2 separate regions of the Sus scrofa genome follow, and region 1 is linked to region 2. Evidence: chromatin contacts called from public targeted proximity ligation data. All regions are on one chromosome and are shown on one strand. The core of a region is the stretch at or near the end of the contact, and the rest is flanking DNA. Distances in the headings are between cores, read along the strand shown. Region 1 overlaps SPIDR (DNA repair-scaffolding protein). Region 2 overlaps SPIDR (DNA repair-scaffolding protein).

Region 1 (6,956 bases), core at 723-3,222, 130 kb after region 2:
AAAACAATTCGTGTTCCCTCTCCATGCTGGAGACGTGAGGGGAATTTTCTGACCTTCCCTGTGAGAACATGTAGGGTTCCTGGAGGTAAATCTCAGAAACTTGCATCCCAATCCCCCAAGACAGTGGCCCCTGGAGTTTTTAATTCTCAATCTTGTCCACCCTGAGTCTCAGCAATTTGTCTATTACAGTTAAGGTTTCTCCACCCCGGTACAGGATCCAGTGGATGTTTCTGCTCCTGCACTTCTATGAGTCTCCACATCCTCTTGTCTGTTTCTCTAATTGAGGGGGCAGCCCTGTGATTTCAGTCTGCTATGGCTCTAAAGAGCTGTTGATTTTGTTTGTTAAGCTTTTTTCATGTTGTGGAAATAGAAGTAATAACTTCCAAGCTCCCTGTATGTCAGACCAGAAACAAAGTCAGAACTCCCGGGAGTTCCCATCATGGCTCAGTGGTTAACGAATCCGACTAGAAAGCATGAGGTTATGGGTTCGATCCCTGCCCTTGCTCAGTGGGTTAAGGATCCAGTGTTGCCATAAGCTGTGGTGTAGGTCACAGATGCGGCTGGGATCCCGAGTTGCTGTGGCTCTGGCGTGGGCCGGCGCTACAGCTCCGATTAGACCCCTAGCCTGGGAACCTCCATATACTGCAGGAGCAGCCCCCCAAAAGGCAAAAAGACAAAAAAAAAAAAAAAAAGAAAGTCAGAACTCCTGGTTCTGCTTCTGGGCTTTTAAACTCATCTTGTTATCCTTCCTGGGCATTTGATGAACCATCCCTGCAGCACTCTCTAGTAGCTTTGGTAAGCTTTCAACCATTTCTTTGTTCCACAGGTCTAGTTTAATGTCCATCTCCATAAAACATACAAGCAGGAATGTTTTTTGTTATTGCTGTTCATCACATTCTGCTGCTGGGTGAGTTTGCTGGGTTTTAGGGTTTCTATACAAAAGAGGACCAGAGGCTCTCTGTGACAAAAATCTGTGTCTTAGGTGTTCTGAGTTTTCTTTTAGCATCTAGCAAAGGAGCAGCAAAGTCTCAGGGCTCTTTGCTCTTCACTGATAAAAAAGTCAAAATTTAATGATACTTATTCAATTAAAGATTCAAATTTATTTATATAAAACTAAGTCTAAGGAAAAGATAATCTGCCTCGAGTCCAATGGGCCAGACTAGAATTAAACAACAAAACCAGAGCAGCAAGAGATACGGAGGGTGCGATGTCTTGTGGGAAGGATGGTGCCACCACACCCCTTATTTTAGCTCCACGTGGTGCTGCCTCGGTGAAGGAGCTGACCCTGGGGATAGAGCTGAACAGACCACCCCTCTTTCTGTCCTTTCCCCAAATTAGGAGTTTCTGAGTTTAACTCCGGGGAAAGACTCTAAATACACTGTTCCTATGGGCACCCAGGGTGGCCGGTGCCACTGTACCATTCTGGACTCCTCACATTTAATAAAGAAACAATCCTTTCTAATATACACTCGGCCGAGTTTTGTCAAGCGTCATCATGGGGTGCCTGGGGTTATAATGATCACACCCAATCATCCTTTTTGTTACTCCAGGCCCAGGAGGTGAGCCCTGCAGATCTTACCCACACATCCAGATGGTAGCCTGCTGACCAGAAGCTTCCTCTAGGATGGCTCAGTGGGTACAATCAGGTTGGACTAGCCAGCAGTGCCACCATCCTGCCTTGTGACCTTTCCCTTATAGAAGGCCTTTCTTTATACACAAAACTTTGTAAAGAGGGAAAAACATAAGATCTTTCTTGCTTTTTTCACCTATATTTGTTACATAGTAGAGTGGGTATTTCAGTTGCTAACCTTAACCCTAGAACCATAAAAAGAGAGACTGGTTTTTGTGTTCTGGGTTTTTTTTTTTTTTTTTTTTAGGCTGCTTCCTGTTCCAGTAAATGGAATATCAGGATTCTCCACAGAGTCACGTGATAACTAGGCAGCACACAGCTGCCCTCTGGCACGGTATGTAAATGAACTCAGTCACCCTTTGGGTTTTCCCCTTTCCTTTCCCTGTTCTTTGCGGAGGACACAGAACCATAGGGAGTAACTAGCTGAAGTTTGCTCTGTACTTTAATAGCAGGCAGAAAGCCAAACTGCAAATACAATGACTGGATTCAGTTTTACAAGCAAACACTGGAACTGAATTCACCCTAGTCCGGGAAGAATGCCTGCGATCAGAACTAGCAGGAAATCCAATTCAAAACAGGGTGTGTCACCTTAATTCACAGTGTGGCCTTTACACCTTTAATGAAGGCCTTTGGAAATGAAAGCTTACTTCCGTAAAAGGTCCACAAAAAAGACTAAATTTTACACAAATGATACTAGAAATGCTATGCAGAGCATCTGAATTCCCACAGCCAGCACCCTTCGTAGGACTGTGAGCTCTGCTCATCCTCCCTGGGATAACTATGGTCATTGTCTTAGAGGATATTAATAATTACTTATTTCCTCCACCTTTCTTCCAAGCTCTGAGGCCCTTCTGACATCATGTCAGTTCTCCTCTTGTTCTCTGGGTCACTTGAGTAACCTGATAGGGGAACCTAGATCCTGAGGGCAGGAGAATAGCCACATACTTTGGCCCAAGCGCCTCTGAAACCTTCCAGGAGGCTTATGTGCCTGTCTTCCGTGGCTCTGGCTGGCTGGGGACAAACCCAAGTGCTGAGTCGGCTGTTCCAGGAGGGGTCAGGAGAGGTCAGGACCTCATCCTACTGCAGTGGTTGGGCCTTACCTAAATTACACGACTATAAGGACCAGGCAGAGGAAAAAACGGGCCAGATGCCCTTCCAAACTGTTAATCTGGGTGTATGGGAGGGGAGAGTAGAAGGAATAATATGAAGTAAAGGCTTCCCTAACTTCAAGGTTTGGGTGAGGAATAAATAAGAAGGAGGGGAATGCTCTACAGCCCCGCAAGGACATTATTTTCTACGAATTTTTAATATTTTATATAATTTAGCCTCAAGTGAGCAGCTGCCAGATTTACCAGATAAAGTATAGAATGGCCAGTTAAATGTGAATTTCAGGTAAATGATAAACAATTTTTCAATGTGAATATGCCCTGTAGTTTACTTGAAATTCACATTTACTTGATTGCCCTCTATTGCATTTGGTTTCCCTACTCGGGTGTCAGTTCCAACAAAATGATCACTAAAATGACTTTTACTGCTGGGATTCAGGATTGTGAATCAGACTGCTACCAGTGAGATGTGCCTGACCCCGGGTGACACTGGGTCCAGCCCTCACTGTGCTTTCTCATGGGGATGGAACAAGATGCCATCTTTTCATCCAATGGCAGGAAAACAAAGATGTCATAACAGCACCCAAGACTAAAACTGTAACACTGAAGAAACTAGGTTATAGATGGTGTCAACACACCACACTCCCATCTTCCTGAGGAAGTCAGTACTTCTTATTGGGAAGACTGAGCCTGCTTATGGTGTTAGTGCCATCACAAGAAAAATCTGAGAGGTATCTTTAGGCTACCCAGTATGGCAGAATAAAGAGACAACAGTGGCAAACCTGGATGCAATGTGATTTATGCTAAGGATCAAATGTAATCTGCATCACCAACCAACGTGTATACAAGTCAGCGCAAGTCCAAGGACAACAGCCTTGAACCAACAACCCTGATGCTGAGGCTGGCAGCTGCATGAAAGGGTTTAAACAGCTCATGGGTTAAAGTTATGCCTCCCAAGCCTATGTGTTCAGTAGGCCCTTTTACCTAAAGCACAACCTTCAAACCTCCACACTCTCAAATCAAGTTCTCAGGTCACAAAACTGACATTTGTGGCCACAATCCTAGCGAGGACTCCTGTGTGCAATGCCTCCATCTTACTGATCTAGTTCAGGTCAAATAAAATGCAACAGGTTTTCAATAAAATACCAGGAAGTTCATTAAATGGAATTTAGGCGAAAATACACAAAACTGGTACCAAGGCTCCAATTTTGAAAGAAAAACTTGCCTTAAAATTTAAAAATATACATATTTTAAATGTTGCTTTTAAAACAATGTGTTAGAGGGAGTTCCCGTAATGGCTCAGCAGTAACGAACCTGACTAGTATCTATGAGGATGCAGGTTTGATCCCTGGCCTTGTTGTGGATCTGGCGTTGCTGTAAGCTGTGGTATAGGTTGCAGATGTGGCTCAGATCCCACATTGCTATGGCAGTGGTGTAGGCTGGCAGCTACAGCTCTGATTTGACCCCTAGCCTGGACCGGGGTCGGGGGTGGGGGGCTTAAAAAGACAAAAAAACAAAACACACAAAAAAACAATGTGGCAGCAGAAACGTCATTAGGTTATTGTAGATTTCACAAACAATATGTAATATTGGAGTTCCCGTTGGGGCAAAGTGGTTAATGAATCCGACTAGGAACCATGAGGTTGCCAGTTTGATCCCTGGCCTCACTCAGTGGGTTAAGAATCTGGCGTTGCCGTGAGCTGTGGTGTAGGTCGCAGATGCGGCTCAAATCCCATGTTGCTGTGGCTCTGGCGTAGGCCACTGGCTACAGCTCTGATTAGACCCCTAGCCTGGGAACCTCCACATGCTGCAGGAGTGGCCCTAGAAAAGGCAAAAAAACAAAAAAACAAAAACAAAAACAAAACAATATGTAATAAAGAGCTTCCTCAGATACAGAATATTACTACCTGGAGGAAAAAAAACTATGCCCAAACAACAAATATTTTCTACTTTTGTCTTTTAAAAAGAATTTTGTCTTTTAAAAACAAGGAGCTCTCTTGTGGTGCAGCACGTTAAGGATCTGACATCATCACTACAGTGGCTTGGGTTGCTGCTGTGGCGCTGGTTTGATTCCTGGCCTGAGAACTTCCACATGCCATGGGTGCATCCAAAAAAAAAAAAAAAAAGAAAGAAAAAAAAAAAAAAGAAGAAAACAAACATATAGCACACAACACAGTGGTATTTTGTGATTTCTGACATGAACATATTTGTACCAACCAATCCTGGAAACAGAAGAGGGGGAGACTGGTCAGCCTAAGGTCACTCTGGCAGCCAGGAAGAACAGACACTTCCTCTTTCCCTGTGAGCTCACAGGCTCTCACATTTCCACGGTGGCTCTGACCAAGCCTTCAGCAGCTTTTCCAACCAAACAGGGAAAATAAATGGATTTTAAAAGTTATTTTCTTCACAAATTCGGGGTAGGAGATCACCCGGGGAAACACATATAGGAACACAGGGCTGTGGGTCACAGTGCTGTACTGCAGAGAACAAAGTACATGCTTATCTAAATGATGGGCAGGCAGCAACAGGACAATTCTCTTAGGACTGAAATTCTTTTTCTCCTGCTCATACATTTCTAAGAAGTAGGAGCACCTCTAATTAACACAAAATGCTGCCCTATCTTAATGGTTAGATTTACATCTACGAAAACTAACTGGAACACTTCCGATATGAAATGCATCTCCCCTCTATTAGAACAACAAAAACGTCTGAGTATTTTTTCTAAAATCCTCCTTGCGGTTTCTGTATTTTCTTCATTTACAACAACATACATTCCATAATATCCAAGAAAGAAATTTCTGGTTTTAACTATTTGTTCTTGAGGAGAAAGTATTAAGGAAAGGAAGATAGTTATTACTATTCATTTATTGAAGGCACTTAATAAAATGTCTACAGCAAAACTAAATGAGGTCATTCTGGAGCACCCCCCTACCACTGGATTCTAACCACTCTGCCTCTGATTTGACACCCACTCTGAGGAGCTTCTCTGTGGAGAGATGACTTAGATCCAAGAGGCATTCTCAAAATGCTACTCACGCATTTTCCTCTGAAAAAGCAAAGCCTTGAAAAGGTCACATCCAGTTAATATGGAAGCTGCACAGCACGTCAGGAAAAGGTAAAGCTGCAGGCATGTCCCTAGAAAACTCTTTGAGCCTCATCAAGTTTGCATAAGTTTTCTCAGGAACCCCAACATTCTCCTTTCTCATCAACAGACTACAAAAGAGTCAAGGAAACTTGACATCCCAGACCTGCTGTGTGCTCAACACTAAAGCAAGTCTAAGATGAAGATGAGTTCCTTTCTGAAGCCAGGACTCTGATGTGCCCTGTCACACAGCTCTACAATCCTTTGTCCCCCATTAAGTTTATTTATTTATAAATTAGTCAAACACACAGAAGCAAGGCACGGCTTTATGGCAGGGTTTACAGACTATCAACACAACAAAACAGAATACAGAGCAAAGAAATATATCCTAGGATACACAGGAATAGAGTAAGTGATAAGGGATACATTTAGAATCCATGGAAGAAAGTTATTTAAAAAATGAAGCGGATAAAATTATTTGGAAAATATTAAAATTGATCCCTATATTGATCACAATATACACTAAAAAAATTTCATATGTACTAAAGAGTTAAATATTGAAACCATAAAATTACTCATAGAGAAATAAGCAAACATTTCATTGAATTGGTGATTTCAATATGTTCTCACTGCAGTAATAATGCTATGACCTTTTCTTTTCCCATTATTTAATTCCTACATATAGCTTTAGATTAAAAGCTTGGTTTTTCTAAGCAAACTAGTAAGTGTAAGTGAACATAATCACTTTGGATACCTAATGAATTTGATACAACTAGAGCAAAAGGACATGTCACTGAAAGACAACCTGATTGGAGAACCACCACCAATCTCTTTCTGAGCCCTGAGAGCAGTGGCCCCAGCCTTGAGTCATAGATACAGATCACATCAAGCAACTGTGTCTGTGGGCTAGAGGGACTGGAATTGGAGTAAAGAAGGCCGGATAAGGAACTCTGCATCTCTGCTGCAAACTTTTGTTTCCTGGGACTACTTCAGAATTTAAAAGTTATTATATGCTCATTATCACCAGTCATTAAGGAAATGCAAATCAAAACCAGGATGAAATACCACCTCACACCAATTAGAATGGCTATTTAAAAAGAAAAGAAGGAGTTCCTGATGTGGCTCAGTGGTTAATGAA
Region 2 (6,338 bases), core at 3,374-5,873:
TGAAAACCCCAAATTATTTAAAAATATTTTGAGCTAAATGAAAATTTTTAAATATCAAAACTTGTGGGTATAGCAAAAGCAGTGCTTAGAGAGAAATTTATAGCAATAAATGTAAACACTAGAAAACACCCTAAAATCAATAAATAACAATCTAACCTTTCATTTTAAGAAGAAATAAGCAAACTGAAAAACAAAGCAAGGAGAATATAAACAAATAACAAAAATTGGAGCAGAAATTGAAAATAGGAAATCAACAGAAAACCAAAAGTTGGTTCTTTGCAAAGATCAATAGAAACTGATAAACTTCTAGCTAGGATAACCAAGAGTAAAAGAGAGAAGAATCAAATTATTTATATCAGAAATGAGAGACATTAAAGGGATAATAAAGGAACGTTAGAGACAAATTTGCTAACTTAGATGAAATGTAGCAACTTCTTGAAAGAGACAATTTGCCAAAACTCCCATAAGAAACAAGGGATCTGAATAGGCCCAGAGCTACAGGCACAGCTGAGAGATACTCTGGGCTCAGTTCCAGACCACTCAACGCAATAAACCGAGTCACAAGAATTTTTTTGGGTTTCCCAAAGGATATTAAAGTTATGTCTACACTCTACTATAGTCTGTTAAGTGGGAAATAAATACATTATGTCTAAAAAGCACAATACCTTAATTAAAAAATACCTTATTGCTAAGATGTGCTATCCATCATTTGAACCTTCAACAAGTAATAATCTTTGCAAAGGTAACATCAAAGATCACAGACCACAGATCACCATAACAAATACAATCATAAGGAGAAGTTCCGAAATACTGCACAAATTACCAAATTGTGACACTAAGACGCAAAGTGAGGAAATGCTGTTGAAAAACAGCATGGATAGACTTGCTTGGCATAAGGTTGCCATAAACCTTCAATTAGTTAAAAAAAAAAAAAAAAAAAAGGAATATCTACAGAAGCTCAATAAAATGAGGTAAGCCTATCTTGAAGAAATTGAAGTGATAGTTCATAACCTTTCAAAACAGAAAGTACCAGGCCAGGGTGGGTTCATTGGTAAATTCTACCAAACACTTAAAAGGAAATTATCACCAATCCTCTATAATTTCTTCCAGAAGACAGGACCAGAGGGAATACTTCCTAACTATGAGGACAGTATTCACCTAATGTCAAATCCAGAAAAAGACATTACATGAAAGGAAAACTATAGACCAGTATCTCTCATGAACACAGACGAAAAAGTCCTTAACAAGATATTGGCAATCTAATCCAAATACATAAAATGAGTATTATACTGTGACCCAATGGGACTTACTGCAGGTTTACAAGGCTGGTTCAATATTTTAAAAATCAATTACTGTAATCTATCACATCAACAGACTAAAGTAGAAAAATTATATGATCATTTCAATAGATGTGGAAAATGCATTTGACAGAATCTAGTATCCACTCCTGATAATATCTCTCAGGATTCTAGGAAGAGAGAGGTCTTCCTCAACTTGTAAAAGAACATTTACAAAAACCTACAGTTGGAAGAAACCAATAAAGAAGCTATGTGATTTAGGAAAGAGTGAATCAAACCCAAATGATAATACAGGGAAGCCTAGGACAATACTGACCACAGACCCAGGTTTTGCTCAGAAAGGGGGGACAGCAGCTTCAGGAGGGAAAGGACAAAGGAAACGGGTGATTCCAAAAATCTGACACCATTTTTGAGGATTTGGAAAATAATTAGAGTGAGGCAGGCAGTGCAACAAAAATAAAAGTCAACATAAAACTCCACGAAAAAAACCATACAAGAAAAGTGTGGTATATATACTAGTTTCCTGTTCAGCAATAAGTATTTATATAATCATAATAATAAAATACCACTTACTGAGCTTCATCTTTGAGAATCAACCCGTAGACGAAGAGCAAGGCTTTATAGCTACAGGACAAAACGTTATCGATCTTAACGACACACAGAAACAAACAAAAGGGCGGAAAGGAAGAGGACAGGACAAGAAGGGCAGGAGAGCTATGTTTTATCTTTTCCTTCCATGTGTGCAATAAAGAGTTATTTATCTTTAGTAGACAAAGCAACAAATACACAAAATGCCTACAGCTAACATCATACCTAATAGTGAGAAAGTTGATGCTTTCTCCTTATGATCAGGGAGAGGGCAAGGAAGTCCCCTCTCCTCTTTGGCCAGGTGCTGGAAGGCCTGGCTAAAGTGAGAAGGCCAGAAAAGGAAATAAAAGGCATATAGATTGAAAATCAAGAAAAACACTGTCCTTGACCACAGATGACAGTTTTCTATGTATTATATCCCCCCAAATCAACAAAAAATCTAGAACTACAAAATGATTATAACAAGGTTGTAAGAAACAAGGTTAAAATACAGAAGTCAATTGCTTTCTTTTACACTAACAATGAACAAATGGAATTTGAAATTAAAAACACACAATAGCATTTACATTAACACTAAAATAAATAAAACACTTAAGTATAAATGTAGCAAAATACATATATGATCTATATGAGGAAAACTGCAAAACTCTGCTCAAAGAAATCAAAGATCAGACCTAGAATAGCCAGATAATACTGAAAAAGAACAAAGCTGGAGGACTGACTCAGCCCAACTTGAAGACACAACAGGGCTACCATAAGCAGGCCAGTGTTGAACTGCTGAAAGAACAAATAAATCAGTGCAACAGAATGGAGAGCCCAGAAATAAACCCACATAAATATAGTCAACTTATTTTTGACATTTTAACAGAGAAAGGGCAGTCTTTACAAAGGTGTTGGAACAACTGATAATATACACGAATAAAAATGAATCTAGAAAAAGAACTTACACCTTCCACAAAATTTGATTCAAAATGGATCAGAGACTTAACATATAAAATGTAAAACTACAAAACTCCTAGAAGAAAAGAGGAAAATCTGGGTGATGTTGGGTTTGACAATGAGTTTTTACACAGAATACCAAAAGCTCAATTCATGAAAGAAAAAGCTGATTTTAGACTTCATTAAAGTTAAAACTGGTCTGCAAAAGCCAGTATTAAGATAATGCAAAGACAAGCCAAAGATGGGAAAGAGATCTGCAAAAGACAAATCTGATAAAGGACTGCTATCCAAAATGTACCAAAAACTCTTATAAAAAAATGAACCCCTAAATAAAAAGAGGGCCACATCTCTCTATAGATACCTTACCATGGAAGATGCACAGATGGCAAATGAGCGCATGGACGTCTCCACATCACACGCACCAGGGAAGAGCGGTGAGAAACACTACACACTGGTCAGTGGCTGACAAACTAAAACACTGGTGAGGATGTGGAGGGCAGTGAGGTGGCCTGCTACAAAGCTCTGCTCTAGGGGCATGAGATGAACTTTGCTGGCTCAGCTCTCCGTCCACTGCCCATGTGTCACTCATGGCAGTGCTGGAAGACCCTCCATGAACACCACCCTCTCCAGGGAGGCTGGAGTGGACAGTGGATTCTTGTGCCTTGGTTTTTACCTCCTGAAACTGCCCTCTGTCATCCTGTGTGGACCTGGAGCATCTAATCTCAGTCTCCTCTTCTGTCTCTCTGGAGGGTCACTTTCTGTGGACGCCTCCCCATCAAGCATGGAGGTATCACAGTTTCTTTCTCATTCTACTGATGCTGTATTTATAATCATGGTCCACATGAAAACTATCTAAAACATCAGAAATACACCCAAAGAATAGAAAACAGATGTCTACTCAGAGGCCTTACATGAACATTCATAGCAGCATGATTCATAATATCAAAAAAATGTATGTCTGTATCCGGACAAAACTTTCATTGAAAAAGACACTTGCACCTGTATCTTCATTGCAGCACTTCAGCACTATTCATTGCAGCACTATTCACAAGAGCCAAGACATGGAAACAACCTAAATGTCCATCAACAGACGAATGGATTAAGAAGATGTGGTGTATATACACAATGGAATTCCACTCAGCCATAAAAAAGAACAAAATAATGCCATTTGCAGCAACATGGATGCAACTAGAGACTCTCATACTAAGTGAAATAAGTCAGAAAAAGAAAGACAAATACCATATGATATCACTCATATCTGGAATCTAATATATGGCACAAATGAACCTTTCCACAGAAAAGAAATGCATGGACTTAGAGAACAGACTTGTGGCTGACAATGGGGAGGGGGAGGAAGTGGGAGAGACGGGGAATTTGGGGTTAATAGATGCAAACTATTGCAATTGGAGTGGATAAGCAATGAAATCCTGCTTATAGCACAGGGAGCTATATCTAGTCACTTTGATGGAACATGATGGAGGGTAATGTGAGAAAAAGTATATATATGTATATGTATACACACACACATATGTATGACTGGGTCAATTTGCTGTATGGCAGAAATTGACAGAACACTGTAAGTCAATTATAATGGAAAAAATAAAAATCATAAAAAAATGTATGTCAACTGATAAATGGATAAACAAAACAGGGTCTAGCCATACGGTGAAACATTCAGCCACAGAAAGAAATGACGCCTAAAAAAAGTCTTGAAAATGTTCTGCTAAGTGAAAGCAGCCAGAAACCAAGGAACATGGAATGTATGACTCATTTACATGAGTGTCCATGAAGACAGAGGGCAGAGGGGTGGGTGCCAGAGCCTGGGAGGGAGCTGGGTGCGACTGCTGACAGACACAGCATTTCTCTCTGAAGCTAGTTAGTGGGATGGTTGCACAACTGTGTGAATACACTAGAAACAGTAGAGTTGTGCACTTTAAAAGGGTAGATTTCACCTCAATTACACTGTGATCAAAAACTAGATGCCACTTTTTTTCAAAGCCACTGAAATGACAAAAGACAAAATGTAAAACAGGAAGTGGTGGCACACTATTGTAAATGGACTAATTACCACTGAATTTCTCCCTTTAAAATGGTTAATTTTATGTGTTTTAAGTCTCATTATAAATTATTTTTAAAATTAGGAGGTTCTGGAGTTCCTATCATGGCTCAGTGGTTAGCGAACCCGACTAACATCTCTGAGGATGCGGGTTCAATCCCTAGCCTTGCTCAGTGGGTTAAGGATCTGGCACTGCCCTGAGCTGTGGTGTAGGTTGCAGACGTGGCTGTGGTGTAGGCTAGCAGCTATAGCTCTGATTGGACCCCTAGCCTGGGAACCTCCGTATGCCACGGGTACAGCCCTAAAAGACAAAAAGATGGAAAAAAAATAAGAGGTTCCTTAGAAAGATTGGGTCTCTCCTCTCCCCTTCCCACGAGTGTCTGCACATCTCCTCGGCCTGTGTCCCTTACTTCCTGGCTGCAGTTAAGAGTGGGTCAGGGTCCAAACCCTCCTCGGTGCTCTGGGTGGTGGTGATGTCTGCTCCCCTAAGGCCTGAGTGGTGACTTCTGAATGGGGGATGCTTCCTCACCCTTCTCTGCTCTGAGCCCTGGAGTGATCCCCACTCTGAGGGAGGGGAGGGGATAGGAGCTTCTCCACAGGTGGCTGGAGGCCACAGGCTATGACAGATGACCCAGGGTCTGCACATGCTCTGTCCTCACTGCCTGTCTGCTAGGGGCTGCTCAGCCTCGCAGACTCTCAGCCACCCTCACCCGCACTCCTCCAAATGGCAGTGCAATGGTCTCCCTGCCGACAGCCAGCCCCAGCTTTGCACCAAGCCTCTCCATGGTGCTGAAAGCACTGCTTCTTGAGGACAGAAATCCGATCACTCCACCTCCTTAGCATGGTTGGGACAGCAGAGCAAGACAGAACCAGCCGCACCATGAAGGCCTTCTCGCTGCCCTCCCTCCTGTCTGGAAAGCCTTTACCAACTCTGCCTGAGCAATCCTGAACATCCCAGGGCCATGACCCCTGCGTCACCAGCTCCAGCCCCCAGCCCTCAGTCACCAGCCTATGGCAGTGGAAGCACTGAGTGTTGGCCTCTTCCCCCAGCTCCATAGCCTCACAAGTGCGTCTCACGTACACCTCAACAGTGCTTTGAGGTCAGTTCTATTACCCCTGTTTCAGGGTAGAGAAAGTGGGAGACCCACATGCAGTGACTTAGAGCCCGCTTATTCAGGACTGATAAGCTGTAGCAGTTATGTTTTGATACTAACAGTGAAAGGAGATGTAAAGAGGGGAAAATCCAAATGACCTCAACACAATGATCACAGCTTCAACTCCCAGGCACACAGGGGACTGTGGATTCAAGCAACAGTGGGATCACAGCTTTTGCTGTTCATAATGGGGTTCAGGAATCTAGGGGTCCAAGGGTGGAGGAAACAGGCCCTCAAGGTTATTTTCAGAATTTCTGTACTTTCTGGAAAGTGCATTACCTTCACAGAGGTTCCTGCCTACCA

The links.
Region 1: a targeted proximity ligation map of alveolar macrophages shows a contact between it and region 2. A contact is called at or near these places in 4 of 47 Hi-C or Micro-C datasets (alveolar macrophages, mesenchymal stem cells, omental adipose tissue and 1 more) and 2 of 2 datasets of targeted methods (alveolar macrophages and skeletal muscle).

The regions. Positions count from the first base shown.
Region 1 is chr4:80,016,204-80,023,159 of Sscrofa11.1, forward strand. The region is part of intron 8 of SPIDR (DNA repair-scaffolding protein); the gene reads right to left. Among named protein-coding and RNA genes, the nearest start is that of CEBPD, 150 kb to the left of the region's middle.
Region 2 is chr4:79,885,623-79,891,960 of Sscrofa11.1, forward strand. The region is part of intron 16 of SPIDR (DNA repair-scaffolding protein); the gene reads right to left. Among named protein-coding and RNA genes, the nearest start is that of CEBPD, 16 kb to the left of the region's middle.